Regions from separate parts of the Mus musculus genome. Here region 2 is linked to region 1. A link is a contact called in public promoter capture Hi-C data. All regions are on one chromosome and are shown on one strand. The core of a region is the stretch at or near the end of the contact, and the rest is flanking DNA. Distances in the headings are between cores, read along the strand shown.

What was found. Promoter capture Hi-C pulls out the DNA fragments that hold promoters and counts their contacts.
Region 2: a contact with region 1 is called in a promoter capture Hi-C map of liver, with 2.1 times the contacts expected there. The contact joins the promoter of Crp here to the promoter of Cd244a in region 1. A contact is called at or near these places in 2 of 39 promoter capture datasets (the 3T3-L1 cell line and liver).

Annotation. Positions count from the first base shown.
Region 1 is chr1:171,557,393-171,560,540 of GRCm38.p6, reverse strand. It overlaps Cd244a (CD244 molecule A), which reads right to left and starts at 1,348. Exons shown (of 9, transcript NM_018729.2): 1 at 1,156-1,348. The coding sequence starts at 1,216. Gm35200 (a long non-coding RNA gene) reads left to right here. Exons shown (of 5, transcript XR_373705.3): 3 at 2,096-3,148.
Region 2 is chr1:172,696,362-172,699,834 of GRCm38.p6, reverse strand. Crp (C-reactive protein, pentraxin-related) reads right to left here and starts at 1,779. Exons shown (of 2, transcript NM_007768.4): 1 at 1,635-1,779; 2 at 1-1,421. The coding sequence starts at 1,698. The coding sequence ends at 808.

The sequences.
Region 1 (3,148 bases), core at 99-2,598:
AAAGGCTCATGGCACTACTGTAAAACCATTTTAAAGATCAGGTGCTCACCCTCAAGAGAGTGAGCAGAGGATGGTGTAAGCCTGGGATGGAGTTGTCTTATCTCACCCAGATGCATGGCATGCAGGGACTGGAAACTCCCATCAAAGAGATAAGATACATAGACAAACGTCATAGAAGTGTCAAGTAAAAGAAGTCAGGAACCCATACCATGGGATGCCACGTACATCCAGGCAAAACTAATCTGTGAGATTTGGAGTGAGAATATTGCTTATGTTTATGGGAAAGACAGTAGACAATGAGTGGACATAAACGCACGATTGTCCCAAAGTCATCAGAAAAGTGACTCACTGACACGTACACTGATATGCAGATATCACACTTTAGTAAGAAAGGTTTGTCATCATCATCTGGCTGCCCCTGGGGTGACTTCTACTGAACCAGAGTCTCTTTGAGTCCTGAGCCAAAATCTCTTCCTCAGGAAGAGATTCCTCCATTCATGCCTCATTTGAGAGGAGGTAAGGTGACCAGAAGCTGAATGCAAATGAGTTGGGCCTGCTAGAGGGACTCCCGGGGTCCCCTCCAGCACAGTGACAACTAGAAAACAGTCCCTGAGAAATGCAAGGCTCAACCCAACCCACCCAAAGTGGAGCAGTCTCTGTGCTGACTCGTGAGACCCTGCCTGTCCTACCTTCTTTTCTCTACCTTACCTCACCCAGACCCAAAGCATCCAGGGACTCCTCACAACTCCCAGACCATCCTTTTCTTCAGAATGGACACGAATTCTGTGGGGAAGGTGACAATGACAAGGTGGTGTTTGTGTGAAACTGTGTCGGAATGAAGGAAAAAGCTATGGCTGGTGATGAATCCACTCCCAGAGCGAGAAAAGGGAAAGCTAATGCACACATTGCTCCAGAGAAGGCTTGTACACACATCGCTCCAGTTTTCCACAGTTTTCATACAGACTAAACTCCACCCACTTTACAATAGCCCTAAGGACCTGGACCACCTTCTCTAACCTCTCCTCTGGCTTTCTGTGTTCCAGGTGACTATCGAAATGGCATAATCAGAGGCTCTAACTTCTGATCTCCCTCACACACTCAGGCACCCATGGGTGTATGCCAGGCCCCATCCCACACCAACACAAAAATCCTTACCTTGGCCCTGATGAGCCCTGAGGAGCAGAAAGGTTGTGAACAGGACAGCTTGCCCCAACATCACCACAGGACAGAGCAGACTACGGGGGCCCTGTCTTCTCCAGGTGCTCAGATGTCAATAGGCTCGCAGCTAACTGTCAGCAGGACACAGCAGAACTACCTCACTGCCTGTCCAGCCACAATTTCCTCAACTGAAGGCTGTTCACTTCTGCTGTGCACTGACAAGGCTACCGAGAAAGCCTCAGTCCCTCCACGTGGGTTCCCACAAGCTAAGATGCCTCCAGTGGGTGGGTACTCAGAGTGCACAGTGACTCACAAAAAACCAGTTGCAAAATCCCAGCCCTTGGTCCTCCTCAGCCTGGTGCTGAATTCTTAGTGGCTCCCACAGGGTGGGAAAGAAAACCAACAGTCATTATTCCAGGCTGCCCCAAACCAGCATACACCGTGGAAGCAGAAGTCTGAAGGAACTTAGGGGTAGGGTGGCCTGAGAAGAAGAACCCTGAGTAAGTAGGTACTAACGTGGAAGAGGAAGAGCATATGGGGTGATTAAGGAAGAGACATAACATTTAGACTTGCTGGGAAAAATCTCATGAGCCCAGGAAGTCTGATCTCAAATGTTCAACATATGCAAACTGTGTTCCTCCTTTCACCCCTCCACAACCAAAGGATGTGAAACGCTTTGTGGTGCTCACCCCCTTCCGTGGCTGGATTCATCCTGTAGAAGAGCAGGCAGCAGAGATCCTTTGAACTCCAAGGAGGGGTGGAGTCAGTGGTACCCACCCCACCCCACCCCGAACCCCACTCCCTCAGGACCCTTTACTTCAAGGCCATATCCAGAAGCCAGGCCTCTTGCTCTTTTCCTCTTCTTTTCCCCTTAGCAACAAACACGTGTGGTTCTCCCAAGCCCATCCTCTCATTCCATTCTTTGATCTGTTTCTAGCCCGACCAACACTGAGCAAGAGCGGCCTTTATAGGACAGGTGGCTGCCAGTGGTGGCAAGCAACGGATGCTCTGGACCAGACAGACAGTCAATTTGGAGTCAAAGACCTGGACTTGAACTCCAGCTCATCAACTTGCAACCTGTGTAGTGCTGACCAAATTGCTTTCTGAGTCCTCACAGTCAACAGCAGTTGGGTAAGCGAGATGGCTCAGTGGGTTAAGGTGCTCATCATCAGGCCTGCCAGCCGGAGCATAATCGCCAGAATCCTCCTGATGAAGAGGGAGGATGGACTCCACCCCTGACTTCCACACATGCCCAAGTGAACACACACACACACACACACACACACACACACACACACACACACACACACACACAAACACAAATCTATGATCTTCCCCCTGAAGGTAAGCAATACATGGAAATGGAAACTTGGCTTCCCTTCAAGATAGTTTTCAGCACCAAATTAATAGCTATCCTTGAGAGCTTGAATAGAAAGCTCTGGAATATACTGGTGTGAAAATGCCATAATAAGTGCTGGAGAGATGGCTTAAGAGCACTGACTGCTCTTCTGAAGTTCCTGAGTTCAGTTCCCAGCAACCACATAGTGGCTCACAACCATCTGTTATTGTATCTGATTACCCTCTTCTGCTGTGTCTGAAGAGAGCAATAGAGTACTCATATACATAAAATAAATAAATAAATTTAAAAAAAAGAAAAAAGAAAGTGCTATAATAAAACCCCTTACTTTGTATGGTAATCTTTTTGTTTATTTTTATTTCATTGCATTGGTGTTCTGCCTACATTTATGTCTGTGTGAAGGCATCAGATCTCCTGGCACTGAAAATTACAGACCAGCTGCCCTTGGGTGCTGGGAGTTGAACCAGGGTTCTCTGGAACAGTAGTCAGTACTCTAAATTGCTGAACAATCTCTCCAGCCCAAAGAGATTTTTGGTTTTATTTTTTATTTGTTATTGTTTTTGTTTTTAAGACAGGGTTACTTTATAACTCTGCCTGTCCTTGAATTATCTCTGTGGACTAGGCTGGCCTTGA
Region 2 (3,473 bases), core at 530-3,029, 1.1 Mb before region 1:
CCTGCATAATGACACCAATTGACATGCAACATGGACAGAAGAAATTTCACAAAGACAGAACCCTATATGAAGAGCTAGAGGTAATCAGTGGCTGCTGAGAAAAGGACAATCAGTCTTCAGGGAGGGGCCCTCCTGATAGATTATCCAGTGTCCAGTCTTCAACAAAATACAAGAAGCACTAAATGTAATCAGTAAGATGGATGACTGATGAATAGATGATAGATAGGTAGATAGATAGATAGATAGATAGATAGATAGATAGATAGATAGATAGATAGATTGATTGATTGATTGATTGATTGATAGATGATAGGTATTATGCATATGTATATATGCATAAGGCTAATAATAAGACATCATGAATTTGAGAGAGAATTTGGAAGGATAGGAAAGGATCTGAAGAGGGAGGGATAGAAAGTATGTAAATACAGCACTCAAGATGACATTATAAAACAAAAACAATAAAAAATTATTCTCCTTTCTGTGCATCTATTTTTTCATCTATGTGAGGGAGAAGAATTATGTCTGAAATTTTTTCAATTATATATATATATATGGATATTTACATATATATATATAAAACCATGGGTAAGTCAGATTCTCTTTGGTAGAGTCCTAGTGGGATGCTTATGCTGGAAGCCTTCCATTTAAATTCCGTGCTCTAGTGCTGAGGACCACAAAGCAGAGAAGTGAAAGGCCATATTCACAGAACAGACCTACAACATCTGCTGGGGCTAAAAGGTTCATAACCCGAGACAAGGGAGAGAATGTAATCCCAGGAGGTGCTTCAGGGCTCACAACAGTAGGTCAGGACCACAGCTGCGGCTTAATAAACACATCACCCTGTGCTTTATAGTTCAGTGCCCGCCAGTTCAAAACATTGGGGCTGAGTGTCCCACCAACATAGACTGTGCTGATCTGTTCTGGAGATAGCACAAAGTCCCACATGTTCACATCTCCGATGTCTCCCACCAAAGACTGCTTTGCATCAAAGTCACCGCCATACGAGTCCTGCTCCTGCCCCAAGATGATGCTTGCATCTGGCCCCACAGTGTAGCCCTTGTGCAGACTTTTCCGCACCTTGGGTTTCCCATCAATCCAGAACTCTACAATCCCCGTAGCAGACTCCCAGCTGGCACAGATGTGTGTTGGAGCCTCAGGAATCTCTGAAACCATGAATCGTACTTCAGCACCACCCACTCCAAAAGTATACTGTTTATCCTTATTCCAAAATATGAGAATGTCGTTAGAGTTCTTCTTGGTAGCATAAGAGAAGACACTGAAGCTGCGCACTGTGCTCAGAGCAGTGTAGAAATGGAGACACACAGTAAAGGTGTTCAGTGGCTTCTTTGACTCTGCTTCCAGAGACACATAGGAAGTATCTGACTCCTTGGGAAATACAAAGGCCTTTTTAAACATGTCTGTGAAACAGAAAACCAAGAAAGTAAGTAGTTTCTCAGATAATGAAGACTTATTCCTCCCTTACAGGTAGAGTTTGGGATCAAGGGTCATCTGGTCCTCTCCCAGGTTACATAAATACACAGCTACCCTGATCCTGATCCTTGATTCCTTATGCAAAATATTAAGTTCCGACCATTCTCCCATAGGGAAAAGATCTTTATGATAGCTCCTACCTTCATGACCAAAAGTCCGAGAGAAGCTGATCATGATCAGAAGGCACCAGAGTAGCTTCTCCATGGCTATGGATGCTGCTGGGATCTGGACTAAGAGGACAGTGTTTTGTCTGAAAGATCAAGGACAAGGAGTCCTGGAACGCTTGCCTCGGGCCCAGCCCATCCTCAGATTTATAACTATAGCAGATGGAGGGGCTGAACCACTTTGTAAATGATTTCCTAACACTGCCTCTTGGGGTAAACGTCAGACCACTGGGAGAAAGAGAAGCAAAAAAAAAATCATTCTAGAACAGAGAAATCAATGTGGGTTATTTATTACAAACTCCTGTGACCCCTGAATCACCAGCTTCTGTGTGACAGGAAAAATGAGAAAGCTTCCCAAGGCTCCACTTGGCCTAGCTCTACTGAGAAAAATAATGGGAAATTTTAGCTTAATAGATGAGCACTTGTGTGTGTGCATATGATGGCTGCATCTCCAGTGTCTGCTAACCTGTCCTGGAAGCTGCTCTTTTCCATATTGGGAAATGAAGAAAACAAGCATTCCATTCCCAGTACCAAGAACAAACTTTCCCTGGCCAACTGCCTAGACTTATCAGAGACCTTTGACTGAATGGAACACCTGTCCTATCCCAAATGTACCATTGGTCACAATCTTGTGTAACAGACTGGGTTTTGTTTGTTTGATGTTTTGGGTTTTTTTTGGTTTGGGGGTTTTGGGTTTTGGGGGTTTTTGGGGGGTTTTTTTGTTTTTTTGTTTCTTTTTTATAATGTGGAAGCTTCAGGGAGGAGGCAGGATAGTCAGCATTTGCTTCTTTTGTTCAGAGTCTAAGAAGTCCCTCCACACTGCCTAGCAACAGTTAAGCAGTTCTCTGCTTACCTCAGTCTTCTAGTTGAATACCATGCTCCTTGGCCTTGCTTCTGAACCCCGCACAAGCTCATCCATTCTTTCATTCCATTCATGAGTTGCCCTCTAATTGAGAAATTAGAGAAAAATAGTGTATCCCCTGAAGCAGAGAACCATTCATTCAGTAATTCCATTTTTAGTTAGATGCATTCCCATCCTAACAAAGTCAATTTCTCAGCATCAGCTATAGGTCAGAATGAGATTTGGACAGAAAAGAGACATTCTCTAGGTTGTATCCTTTATAGTGAAGATACAAGGCTTCCCTTTTACTACTTCCTTGTCCTCTGGTTAGGACTGATGGGAGAGGGAGAGGGAGAAGGGGAGGGGGAGGAGGAGGGGAGAGAGGGGAGGGGGAAGGGAGAAGGAGGGGAAGGGAGGGAGAGGGGAGGAGGGGAGGGGGAGAGGGGAGGAGGGGAGGGGGAGAGGGGGGGAGAGGGAGAGGGGAAGGGAGGGGGAGAGGGAGGGGAGGGGGAGGGGGAGAGGGAAAGGGAGGGAATCACCTTTCCTTAACAAGCTGCAAGCAGAGGTTGACACAGCAACTCAATAGGTTGAACCAGTAAATACTATCATAAAGCCATTGTTTTAACCCTTGACTATCATATACACAAATACTCATTTAAAGAATATGCAGTCTTAAATTTTGTCAAATTGTTATGAATTTGGTCATTCTCCTATTGAAGCTTGGTTGCTACCACTCTGTGTCTTTCCACTATAAAATCTACCTGCTTTTCTGACTCCCCATAAGAAATAAACAGTTGCTGAATGTATCTAAGGTCAAACTTGCACCTTTAGATCAGGCTCAAATGATACATCATCTAGTGAATTTTTCCCTGTGTTTCTTTCTGCCTTACACATAATTAATTTCACCTTCATTCTATCATTTCTCCAAATGCCAAAACTACAATAAACATGGCATTTTAGAGAAATAAGAGAAA